2 separate regions of the Oryctolagus cuniculus genome follow, and region 2 is linked to region 1. Evidence: chromatin contacts called from public Hi-C data. All regions are on one chromosome and are shown on one strand. The core of a region is the stretch at or near the end of the contact, and the rest is flanking DNA. Distances in the headings are between cores, read along the strand shown. Region 1 holds the start of RPS14 (ribosomal protein S14). Region 2 overlaps NDST1 (N-deacetylase and N-sulfotransferase 1).

The links. A called contact is a pair of places that touch in the nucleus more often than the background predicts.
Region 2: a contact with region 1 is called in a Hi-C map of embryonic fibroblasts, with 3 times the contacts expected there. The contact joins the enhancer-like site here to the promoter of RPS14 in region 1. A contact is called at or near these places in 4 of 6 Hi-C or Micro-C datasets (ear pinna, embryonic fibroblasts, psoas muscle and 1 more).

What each region holds. Positions count from the first base shown.
Region 1 is chr6:37,709,092-37,716,030 of mOryCun1.1, reverse strand. RPS14 (ribosomal protein S14) reads left to right here and starts at 2,584. Exons shown (of 5, transcript XM_002710308.4): 1 at 2,584-2,718; 2 at 4,438-4,588; 3 at 5,052-5,213; 4 at 5,732-5,808; 5 at 6,590-6,707. The coding sequence starts at 4,440. The coding sequence ends at 6,657. It overlaps NDST1 (N-deacetylase and N-sulfotransferase 1), which reads right to left and starts at 2,373. Exons shown (of 15, transcript XM_051843523.2): 1 at 2,238-2,373.
Region 2 is chr6:37,787,524-37,793,533 of mOryCun1.1, reverse strand. It overlaps NDST1 (N-deacetylase and N-sulfotransferase 1), which reads right to left. Exons shown (of 15, transcript XM_051843523.2): 7 at 5,741-5,869; 8 at 4,690-4,872; 9 at 3,708-3,804; 10 at 2,155-2,296. Among named protein-coding and RNA genes, the nearest start is that of SYNPO, 51 kb to the left of the region's middle. Within about 2 kb of position 2,018, at least 1 of the 8 cell types and tissues checked has an H3K27ac peak or open chromatin away from gene starts, as enhancers often do.

The DNA.
Region 1 (6,939 bases), core at 1,335-3,834:
ATGGAATACTGACACTGCAGTGCCAGCCCCTATAATAACTTTTTAAAAAAATATTTATTTTATTTGAAAGGCAGAGTTAGACACACAGAGAATCTTCCATCCACTGGTTCACTTCCCAAGTGGCTGCAATGGCTGGGATTCAGCCAAACCAAGGCCAGTAGCCAGGACCTTCTTCCAAGTCTCCCATGTGAGTGCAGGGGCCCAGGGACTTGGGCCATCCTCCATTGCTTTCCCAGGCACATTAGCAGGAATGTGGATCAGAACTGGAGCAGCCAGGACTCAAACTGGCACCCATATGGGATGCCAGCATCGCAGGTGGCAGTTTAATCCACTATGTCACAACGCCAGCCATGTAATTACTTTCATAAAGGGGAAAAAAGACACTACATCTAAAAAGTACAGTTATCGTTTAATTTCATTTTTCTATAAACTTATTAGACCAAAGCCAGGAGGCAGTAGGAATCCAAGTCTCCCACATAGGTGACAGCCACTTAAGCCATCATGGCTGCCTCCCAAGTTCTACGTTAGTCAGTAGCTAGAGTCAGAACTGAACTCAAGGACTCTGATGTGGGATGCAGGCACCTTAACCAAAAATCTAAATGCCTGCTCTCACGCCGCATTTTTCAAAATGAACTATTCCAGGTCTGGTGTTGTGGTGTAGCGGGTTAAGCCTCCGCCTGCGATGCTAGAATTCCATATGGACGCCCAGTTCGAGTCCCAGCTGCTGCACTCACAATCTAGCTCCCTGCTAATGTACCTAGGAAAACAGTGGAGGATGTCCTAACTCCTTGGGACCCTGCACCCACGCGGGAGACTTGGAAGAAGCTCCTGGCTCCTGGCTTTGGCCTGGCCCAGCTCTGGCTGTTGCGGCCATTTGGTGAGTGAACCAGCAAATGGAAGATATCCCTTTCTGTCTCTCCCTCCCTCTCTCCCTGCAACTTTGCCTTTCAAATGAATAAATAATAAATATTAAAAAACAAAACAAAACTATTCCCAGGGCTGGCATTGTGGTGTAGAGGGTTAAACCGCCACCTGCCACACTGGCATCCCACATGAATGAGTCCCAGCTGCTCCAATTCTGATCCAGCTCCCTGCCAATGGCCTGAGAAAACAGCAGAAGATGGCATGAGTATTTTGGCCCCTGCTACTCACATAGGAGACCCGAATGACACTGCTGGCTCCTGGATTCAGCCTAGTCCAGCCCTGGCTGCTGCGGTCTTTTGGGGAGATACCAGCAGACGGAAGATCTCTGTCTCTGTACTTCTTTCAAATAAATAAATAAATCTTAAAAAAAAAAAAATAGGGGCCAGTGCGGTGACTCAGTAGGTTAATCCTCTGCCTGCGGCGCTGGCATCCCATATGGGCGCTAGTTCTAGTCCTGGCTGCTCCTCTCCCAATCCAGCTCTCTGCTGTGGCCTGGGAAAGCAGCAGTAGATGGTCCAAGTCCTTGGGACCCTGCACCTGCGTGGGAGACCCGGAAGATGCTCCTGGCTTCTGGCTACGGATAGGTGCAACTCTGGCCATTGCGGCCAATTGGGGAGTGAACCAGCAGTTGGAAGACCTTTCTCTCTCTCTCTGCCTCTCACTGCTGTAACTCTACCTCTCAAATAAATAAAATCTTTTAAAAAAATAAATGTGATCATGCAGAACAGCATATAGCTTTTTGGGAATTGACCCTTCTCTGAATGACTTCAGCTCAATTTAGGTAATAGTTTTTTTCTGTTTTCTTTTGTTTTAAGATTTACTTATCTATTGAAAGAGTTACAGAGGGACTGAGCCAGGCCAAAGACAGGCGGCAGGAGCTTCCTCTGGGTTTCACACAGGGGTGTGAGGGGCCCAGGCACCTGGGCCATCTTCCTGCCTTTCCCAGGCCATCAGCAGGGACCTGCATCGAAGTGAAGCAGCCGGGACAGGAACATGGCAGGTGGCGGCTTAAGGCACTGCGCCACAGCGCTGGTCCTCATGGTCGCTGATTTATTATGCGCTGCATACATTCCATATATAGATGTTCCATATGCATATGTATATACGTATGTGCGTCTGTATCTGCAACAGATGCCCATCTCTGCTAAGTGCACGCCTCAGCTCCTCTATATTTCCATCTACTCGGGCTTTAGTGGCAGAATCCCAAATGTACCACCAATGTGTCAGCTCAGCAGCCCTTATCCGTAAACGAGAAATCAGCATCTGTTCGATAATGTGAGAATGAAAGGAAGCAACATATATAAACTGCTTACCCAGGTTAGCAGATAAGTTTTCTTATTTTGCCAAGTACACAGTAGGAGAAAGGGATACGATTAAGGCGCTTTGTTGTTGCTATTCCCCTCCGCACCACGAGGCGCGCTGCAGCGCCCAGGCTGTCAGGGTCGGAGTCACGGCGGCGGAAGTCATCTAACCGCGCCACCGCCATCTTGGGACACGGGCCCGCCTCGCCCGGAGGACGTGTCGGCTGCGTGCAGTCGCGTAGGCAAACCTGCTCGCAGCGACGCCCAGCCCTCTGCCTCCTTTCGCTGTCCCTTAAGTTAAACGTCTTTCCCTAGGGCAACCTTAATCTCTTCGGAAAACACACAGGCGGTGTCTTCCGGGAGCCGCTCTGGCTCGGTGACTCCACCTCGCCCCGTGACCCCGGAGGTACACTTCCGGGACACGGAAGTGATCCGAGGCCCCTCCCGCTCCTTCCTTCTCTTTCCGGTAGCGGAGTCCGGCGAAGACGCGCAGGTAAGAGTTCCCGGCCTGGACAATCGAGCTCCATCCTGCGGCTGGTAGGCTCGGCGGGGTTAGAGGCGCTGGGTTGGGGTGTATTTGCGGGGACCGGGCCAGATGGCGGGGGACAGACGCGCTAGCGGCCGGCCCGGAGCCCGCCCCGGCCGGGATCGATTTTGCGCCGTGTGTCGGAAGGCGGCCGGCTGATTTCAGGGAGGAGCTTATGGGGTTAGGGGGTGCGTGTGGATCCAGCCCTTTATGTCTGGGTGCGGTGCCTCTGCCTTACCCACGTTTGAGCATCCTCACAGCGTGGTGAGGGGAGCTGGGCCCCTGCGGATTTTGGAAGCTCTGGTCTGGACTCAGTTTCGTCCCGGGTACCCCATGCCCGCGCCTCTCCTCGAGTCTGTCTCCTTACCTGGTGAATGGGAATCACGGTAGCACCGATCTTGTCGTGGACCCTTGGGAATGAATTCCGTGGGGACGCCGGCACGGGGTCACGCACGCCTTCCGCATCGGGGTGACTTGTCGCCGAGTCAGGCACGTTGCGTGTTGTAGGCACTCAGGGCGAGTCTCTGGGAGGCGGAAACTGAAGGTAGGGACTGCACGTCCCCCGCCACGCGTTAATAACTCGAGAGGCTCGTTCTGGTCTCCAGTGCAGGGCGACGTTGAGGTCAGAGAAATGCCGGTTGGCATCAGCCGGTAGTTAGTCCCATGGCTGTGGTTCACGCATCCTTCATGAAAGCTACTCGGCCCTGTAGGCTTCTCCAAGTGGACCCTTGCGGCACCTTCGCCGTACTCGGGTGGTGCTGGCAATTTCTGGTCTGTGGGTGGAAGCCGCTAACGTTGTCCACCTGAGCTCAGCACTTGGTCTCAGTATTGAGTTTCTGGAATGGATCTTTTTCGATAGCCTTCCTAACAGACATGTTTCTTTGCCTTTTTGGTGCTAGTGAAAATGCAAGGATTTGGCCCTAAACTTTGGTTGTGGGAGGGTGTCGAGATAAGTTCCCCAAGAGGAGCTTTTAGGTTGGTTTTTGGAGGAGCAGGGGAGGCGTAGGAGATGAGGCTTGAGGGCTGTGCCCATGAGGAGCCCTCGGGTGCTGCACTGAGGAGCTGGTGCAGGATTCGGGCAGTGGGCTTTCTCAGGAAGCCTTCAAGACAGCCTCCCTCAGTGCAAGGACAGGCAGTGCCCTTGGCCTCCCTGTGTTTTGTGATCTTTGAGGCTTTGACTCACAACACGGGTTGTGTGTGTATGTGTCCCCCCAGTCTCATAATGCAGACTGATGGAGCCTGACCTTTGAATAGTATCCAGGGATCAGGAGACCCAGAGCCCTCCTGAGCAGGTTCTGCTCTGTGCTTCGCACCTGACTGGCTGTTTCGCCCTGAGCAAATCACCAGACGTTCCTCAGCTTCTTTGTGGGAAACTGAGGCCCAGAGAGAGGCGTAGGCTTGCAGAGTGGTTGTTCAGACTGGAGTTGTGCAGTGACCAGTAAGTGCTTGTGCTGTGTATATTTCGGAGGCCCTTGCCTGCTGTGCTTGGCTTTTTAGCCATCAGTTGACATCCCCTAAGTACAGGGAGAATTGGGGTTTAGTGAGGCAGAGATGAGAGTAGAGCCCAGCCTTGGGTGCAGGGGAGATGGAGACCCAGGAGCAAACTTGGAGTTTGCTTTGACAGCCAGGGAAAGGGGTTTCTGGCAGCTTTTGTCTTACTAATCCTGAAGTTGTCTTCCTGTTCAGCAATGGCACCTCGCAAGGGGAAGGAAAAGAAGGAGGAACAGGTCATCAGCCTTGGGCCGCAGGTGGCTGAGGGGGAGAATGTCTTCGGTGTCTGCCACATCTTCGCGTCCTTCAATGACACCTTCGTCCACGTCACTGATCTTTCTGGCAAGTGAGTACCGGCTGGAGTTACGGGAGGAGGGGTGCTAGGCCCCCAGTTTCTTGGAACTTTCTCATTTCTTCAAGTTGTCCTTGAATACTGGAAGCCTGCCCTGGGTACAGGTTCACATGGCCATTAACAAGGTTTTGTGACTTATCACTCACACTGATTTCATTTCCTCATTCATAAAGCGAATATTGGTGGCTAATTCGTGGGGTAATTTTGATGGTTAAGTGCAGAAATAAATAAAAGTATGGTGTTAATAACAATTGAGCTGTCTTGAGTCTTCCAGCCCTGCTAGGCTGTGAGACCCATGAAAGCAGAGCCTTGCACAGTCTTGTCCGGGTCGGGATTTGTGCTCGCGTTGGCTGTCATCCTCTGCCCACCTGAGCTGTGGTGCTCTTTGCTTGTTAGGACAGCGTAAGCACTCGGTGAGTTCTTGCATGAAAAGAAGTAACTGTGCCTTTGTGTGCAGGGAAACTATCTGCCGAGTGACCGGCGGCATGAAGGTGAAGGCCGACCGAGATGAGTCCTCGCCATACGCTGCCATGTTGGCCGCCCAGGATGTAGCTCAGAGGTGCAAGGAGCTGGGCATCACCGCCCTCCACATCAAGCTCCGGGCCACAGGAGGAAATAGGTAGGTCACAGGGCTGGGGCCAGGCTTCATTCAGCACCAGGGCATCCAGAGGAGCAGTGTGGGCCTTGGTCTTTTCAGTTGGGACCATCAGCGCAAGTGTTTTATTAGCACACTCTCCTACCCCCAAGCACCTCCTGTGTTTATAGGTACATGCTGCATACCAAGTACTCACTGCCCTGTGTGTGGCACCTAGGTGGGTGGGGGGACCCAATTTTAAACACCACAGAACAGGTGTGTGGTTTTCCAATTGTGGCAAATTTTGGTGATGACATAGACCTTAAGCCTAAATGATAAACCAGGAAATGGGAGACTTCCAGCAAGAATACTGCAGGGGAAAGGTCTTGGTGATACCAAACTTGGTCATGAGTGAGGGAGAGGGTGGTGTGAAGTGTGCAACAGAAACTGTTAGTGGCCCACTATTGACCGTGGATCCCTGACCCAGACATTTGTGGAATCTTAGGCAAGAGAACGCCCCATGACTTGACCAAGGTTTTTAAACTTAAACCTTCATTTCCTAGGACAAAGACCCCTGGACCTGGGGCCCAGTCGGCTCTCAGAGCCCTTGCCCGCTCGGGTATGAAAATCGGGCGAATTGGTAAGTGCCCTGTTTTAGTTAATGCTTGGATTTGTTTTGAAACTTTGACCCCCAAAAGCATGTGATGTGCCTGGTGGGTGCAGGGCCTGGTCTGCTGACTGTAAGCAGTGAGATTGGTCTCTCCCGGGCTCTGCCCTGCGCTTCTGCTTTGGGACAGCTCATTTCATTCCGAGTCTGCCGCACACTTTGGTGCCAAGCTTGGAAGGGGAAAGGAATCCTTCCCAGCATGTCCCGGGCGTTGCTGTTGCCATTTGAGTGGCCGTATCTTGCATCGCGGGACTTCTGTATCCCTGGTCTCTGCCTGCGACTAATGCGGCGTGCTAGCTGTGGCGGCCGGAAGTGGCAGGGGACAGGTAGTAGCTGCCACTGACACCCTCCGTCTGTGGTCGCCTGGCCCCATGTAGCGCCCATCCCTGTCTGTAGGTGGCAGCAGTGTGTACTGACCCCTCATCCTAAAGTCCTGACTTCCAAGCTTCTTTTATCGCTTTTAAGCTCTGTCTTCAGGAGAGTGAGCGGGCTGGAGGGCAGAGACCTGGACAGGTCTTCTGACCCTACACACCATCTCAGGGCCTGTTTCACCTTCTGGAAAGCATGTGGGGAACAAATCAGAAAATGGAGGGAGTCACACATGAGGCTGCTTCCCCTTCATCTGTGCTGGACTGGGGTTCTTGTACCAAAGAAGGCAGGATTCAATGCTGTTTGTGCAGCCCACTGGCCTGGAGAGGCCTGGGCTCATCCCCCTCTAGCTCCAGGCACTGATGGCTTCTTTTCATTCCCACAGAGGATGTCACCCCCATCCCCTCCGACAGCACCCGCAGGAAGGGGGGTCGCCGTGGTCGCCGCCTGTGAACAGGACTCCCCAGATTGTTTTCTGTTAATAAATTGCCATCGTGTCAGCCGTCCTGTAGTCTGTGTTCTTCATGTGGCAGCCACCCAGGGGTTTTTGATGGCTTCCTCCTGTCTGGGTTTGACCGGGCCCCAGGTGCCTGTAAAGCAGCAGTCAGTGCATTGCTTTAGAGCGCGGGGAAGAGGGACTGTGGCAGCCCCTGATGAGGACGGAGGCAGCCTGGTCCTGTGAACTGGCTGCCTGAGGAGGTGCTGGCGCTGCCGAGGCATTACCTCACCTCAGTC
Region 2 (6,010 bases), core at 769-3,268, 78 kb before region 1:
CGTGGGGCCAGGAGGACCTGGAGACCCTGCAGGTTGCAGGGCATGGGGATGGAGAATGGAATTCCCTCCTAAATGCCAGGATCTGCCCATAGGATGCTCCCACTGCTCAACTGACAAGGCGCTACCTCTCTTCGCCTCTAGGGGGCGAGCTTGGGCTCAAAGCAGAACCACCTCAGGACCACAGACCGCTGGCAGAGGGCAGTTTCCTTCCTGACCTTTGGTGGCTGTCACTTTGGACCAGGGGCAAGGGAGCAGCACTCACCTCCTACCACTCACCCTCTCCCCAGGCTGCCATGGGTGAGCACAGCTCTCAAGATTGATGTCTCAAAAAAAAAACAAAACCAAAAACAACTCATGCCTCACCTACCACCTCTGGGTTCAGGGCCCCTGGGAAGAATAAATGATCACGCCAGGGGCCGGCGCTGTGAGGTAGTAGGTAAACTGCCACCTGCAGTGCCAACATCCCATATGGGGGCCGGTTCAAGTCCTGGCTGCTCCACTTCCAATCCAGCTCTCTGCTGTGGCCTAGGAAGGCAGTAGAAGATGGCCCAAGTCCTTGGGCCCCTGCACCCGCGTGGGAGACCCCGAAGAAGCTCCTGGCTTCAGATTGGCCCAGCTCCAGCAGTTGCGGCCATCTGGGAAGTAAACCAGTGGATGGAAAACCTCTCTCTTTCTCTCTCTGCTTCTACTTCTCTCTGTGTAACTTTGACTTTCAAGTAAATAAATAAAAACCTTAAAAAAAAAAAAAAAAAAAAAAAAAAAAGATCGCTCCAGGCCTCCTAACAGCACTGACTGGTGCAAAATCAGAGCATGACTTGGGGTGGGTGGGAGGTAAAGCCCATCCTAATTAAAAGACGAGGGTTCGAGGGTTTCTCTAGGGTGGTCCTGAAGACTCCCCAACCAGAAACACCTGGGGTGCGTGCGACACCGGCATTCCACAGGGGCACCAGTTGGAGTCCTGGCTGCTCCATTTCTGATCTAGCTCCTGGCTGATGCTCCTATCTCCTGGCTCCTGGCTCCAGCCTGGCACAGTGCTGGCCATCTAGGGAGTGAACCAATGGATGGAAGATCCCTGTCTCTTCCTCTCTCTGTCACTCTGCCTTTCAGACAAATCTATCAATCCTGAAGGCAGGCAAGCAAGCAACACCTGGGACCTGTTGGATTCTTGCATTCTACCTTACACCCACCTACAAAACCAGAATCCGGGCAATGCGGCCAAGCAGTCGTGTTCTCTCTCACCTTCCTGAACTTTCTCTGCCCACAATGCTTTGTAAAATCTAAACTGAGAAAGCTCTGAAAACAGATGCTTTGTGCAAATCCTGAGGTACTAACCTTCCTTCCTGGAAACACTCGCCTACTTGGTTACAGACATGTTAATGTACTTGCTAATAGGGTGCTGCCCAGGCCCTGCCGAAGATATTGCGTAAGCAGACAGCTTTGCACACATTACCTTTCTACAATCTGATCAATGCTGACTTCCAAGAATACACGTGGCCACAGTGGGTTTTAGATAAGAGATAGCAGACATAGATACATGGACAGGTACACAAAGCCAGACAGACAGACGAACACAGAAGTGACAGATAAGATACCAGCCAGGTACTCTGTTGACAGTAACATAGCAACAGTAATACACATACAAGATTTAAAAAGGCAAGTGGGGGAGAAGATGCAAATTGAAAACTGGGAGAGAAAAAGCCATTCCACTCTCCCTCAACACAGCCTCTGCATACAGGTCCAGGTGGGAAGCAGGTGACATCCTGCAGGCCACGGAGTTGCCTCTGAGGGGGCCCAGAACACCTTCTGCTCCACGTCAGCCAGCTCCTCCGGCAGAACATCCAGGGCTTGGCCCCTGCCCTGTCCCCAGCAGACCTTGGGAACTTGGACGTGCCCCCTCCCCCCCAACCAGGACTCAGCCTGCTTCTGTGCAAGCAAGGGAGGGGCTGGCCATGGGTGGATGACGCACAGAGCCTCATTGGCGTCCTGTCTGTGAGGCTCTCACACGACTCCAGGGTCACCATGCCGTGTCCCTGTTTACAGGAACTTCAGCTGCGTGTGAGCAGGCGCCAGCTGCTTCCTGCTGTGGCCACGGCAGAGCTCCCCAGAGGCCCCGCGACGGCCTTGGCGTGCTGCAGGACAGATGCGCCCACTCACCAGTCGATGCCTTTATGATAGTTGTGGCCGTTAAAAAACTGGATCTCCTCAAAGGTCTCCGAGCTCGGGTAGTTGCTGCTGAGGTCGGGGTGCATGCCCAGGAACAGGTAGAGGGCCGTGGTGCCTGCGGGCAGCGGGGCAGCTGAGAGCCAGGGCCCAGCCCCCCACAGATGGAGTCTGAGTTCTGACCCTGGTTCTCCCTTACCCACTGGGAGGTCCTGGGCAAATCCCTTCCCTTCTTTGGGCCTTAGTTTGCTTATCTGTACAATGAAGAAATTATACTAAATTCAGGATGGCCAATCTATGGCATGTGTGTGGACATTCCAACTGCTGTGCCCCTTGCAGACATCGCTAATCCATCAAAGCACTCTTCATGCTCAACAAGGATGTGGTCTCAGAATCCTTCTCACCACAGTACTCCAGTGGCACATCCAATTGCCTGCTGTCTCCCCAGAAGCCCAGATCAGGGTGCTCTCTGCTGCCGTCACCAGCTCTGGACTTTCCTCTCTGGCCCTGGGAGGAGCTCAGGTTCTCCAGCTCTGAGGCTGTAAAATTCTTGAAGAGCCAAGGAATCCAGCTCCTGGGTACGGTCTCCGGGTCACCTCCTGCTATGCCTCTTCCCTTTCCTCTCCTGGAGAGCTGGCTCACTCGTGCCCTGTGGTGTGCATCTGTTGTTATATGCTGCAGTGAGAAGGCCCCAAGAGAAAGGGCTGCAGCATGGTGACTAGGAGTATAAGCTCGGGGCCAGTGCTGTGGCACAGTGGGTTAAAGCCCCAGCATGCAGCGTCGGCATCCCATATGGGCACCGGTTCGAGTCCTGGCTGCTCCATTTCCTATCCAGCTCTCTGCAAATGCACCTGGGAATGCAGCAGAGGATGGCCCAAGTCCTTGGGCCCCTGCACCCGTGTGTGAGCCCTGGAAGAAGCTCCTGACTCCCAGTTTCAGATAGGAGCCAAGCCCTTTGGGGAATGAACCAGCAGATGGAGGACCTCTCTCCCTGTCTCTCTTTCTTTCAAATAAATAAAATAAATCTAAAAAAAAAAAAAAAAAAGAGCATAACCTGCAGAGGTCTCGGACTCCAGAGCCCATGATCTGGAAGTGCTTTTCCTGAGTGTGTTCTCTGACCCCTGAGTTTCTTCTCTGTGAAACAGGAACACCCGTCTGTACCTTACAGGGTCATGTGGGTGGCCAATGATCAGCACCACTGGCAGACATGACTAATTGATCACCATCCTCTTTGCACAAAAACAATTCTGCCTGGCTCAAACTTGCAGAGAAACTGATCTGGGCTTCCTTCCCTGCTTAGATCCAGAGACTCCTGAGAGGCTACTGGGAGAGCTTTGTGAGGCTGCAATCAGAACAAACAGGGAAAGTCCACGGCCCATCCTTCACGCCTCCCCGCCCCCATACACACAGGCAATTTGTGTTCCCCCAACCTCACTCCTGCTCCCTGGGAGAGGGCCCGAGATCCCTGGGCAGTGGGAGCAAGGTGGTCCCCAAAGTCCCGGGGCTGCAGCAGCAGGCAGCAGGGGCCTGGTCAGGGGGAGACCTGCCTGTTTTCTGGGGGCCGATGATGAGTAGCTTGGGGAAGCGGTCACATGTCTTCTCCTTGGACCAGATGTCCTTGTGGCGTTTGTCCTCGCAGGGGTCCTAGAACAAAAGGGGAAGCATGTGAGGGTGGTGGGGTACAGACCCAACCAGCGGCCCTCACAGCCCTGCTAGAGGTGTAACACCTACACGTGTCCTTGTCATATCCCCACCTCAGCCCCAGAGCTGCTGACAGGCAAGGGCAGCTTCCGGCTGGTTCTGCGACCCCCACAGAGCCTGGCAAAATGCCCAACTGTAAGCTTGGCACTCGACAGAACTGAAACACACTTGCTGAATTTAACTGGATGAGTTGTGTCGGAACCAGGGGTCAGGAACAGCTTCTTACAGTTTGGAGATCTTAGGTAAGTATTTTAGACTGTGAGTACGTCCTGATTTCTACTGCAACCCTCCACTCTGCTGTTGCAGCACAGAAGCAACGCTAGACACACATAACAGTGAGCATGGCTGTGTGCCAATAAAACTTTATTGACAAAAACAGACCACAGGCTGGGTCTGGCCTGTGGTGTAGGCTGAACTATGGGACTGCCACCAATTCCAACTTCTGCTTCCAGCTGTTAACAGTTCTGGGGCACATTCTCCCAAGAACTGTCCCCAACCCCTCCTATCCATCCCTTTTTCAAGGCTGTGTCCCTGCTGCAGTTAAAAGGCGCACAGGACTCTACCCAGACTCTGACTGAAGCAAAGCAGTGCTTGCCACCTCTCCTCCACACTGTGCTCACTCTGTTAACTCTATCTCCCGGGCTGTGTACAAGTGCACACACACACGTGCACACAGTAGTGAGCATGCCCCGCTGCTGAGCGCGTGGACACCTGAGTCTGCATTCTAGAAGGCGTATGAGAACGTGGAGGCAGAGCCTGCAGCCCGTGCCTGGGAGCCGCATGCACTCCATTCCCACAGCGAGGAGCCCGGCCCACCCTGCTCCCGACCTGCCAGAGCGGGTCCTTCTCCTCGGAGAAGATCTGGAAGTACTTCCGGGCCAGCTGCACGGGGGGCAGCGTCTGCAGCCGGAGGTTGGTCCAGGAGTGCAGGAAGCGCACCAGGTGCTTGAAGGTGTACAGGCCCAGGCGGTCATTCCCATAGTTGGACAGGTGCGTCATGAAGATGCTGATCTGCTCCAGGGGTGGGGCAGGTGGAGGCAGGGATGAGGTCAGCATTGGAACCACCCTCCCACCTCCATCTCTGACCCTCCTGGCCTCAGCTAGCATGGATGGCTGAGGACCAGGGCAAGGCAGTCAGCAAACTCACTGTGTGACCTTGGGCTGGGCACAACCAGGTACAAGCTCAGGTCTGACCGACCTCCAAATGTTACAGCTAAGAGGGTTCTGCTGTGGAATCTGGAGGCCACTGCTACATGGACAGGGAGTATTCAATTAGCCCATAAGGTCGGGGAATGATACAGTAGCCACCACTTGGCAAGGATTTAGTACGACTCACGTTACGGGTAATGCTTCCATGTTACAGATAAGGGCAGCCAGGAGAGCCCCAGTGAAGAGTAAATACACTTATATTTATAATCACATTTACATGCACACAAACAAAAGCCATACAAGAGAACATGCAGAGATGCTGGTGCTTTTGTGAAGTACATGACTGGGCGAGCGTTTGGGGCAGCAGCTGCGTGGGAGGCCTACACCCTCCCTCCCCTAGTGGGGTGTGGGTTTGGGTCTCAGCTCTGCTTCCAATCCAGCTCAAGTCCTTGGGTCCCTGCCACCCATGTGGGAGAGCGTCTGGGGAGTGAACCAGCAAATGAGAGATCTCTCCCTCCCCACCTCTCTTTGTGTTTCTCGCTCAAATAAAATATATATTAAAAAAATTTTAATTGCATGCTCACGTAAGCTCAGGTTCCTTAGCCCAGTTGCACATCCCAGGCCCTCCTGCCTGCCCTCCACCCTTCCCCACCCTGGGACACCCCTCTCCCAGCTGCAGCGGGGCCATCCAGCAGCCCCCGCCCGCCAGCCATGGCCAGGGAGCACTCACGGGATTGAGGAGCACGGTGAGGAAGAGCTCGCCGCCGTTGATGATCTTGTCCAGCTCGCTGGAGCCGCCCGGGTACTCGTTGTAGAAGATGGTGTGTGTGAAGAGGCCACAGGTCTGCCGCGGGAGGACCTGGGGGGCGGAGAGAGGCTGTCTTGGGGCTCCAGGTAGGGGCGGTGGGGGAGATGGGCCAGGCTGCCTCCTTGGAAAGGCGGCCGCCTGGACTCCACGTCCCCAAAGACTGTGGCGTCCACGGCGAGCCCGGGCCCTTGC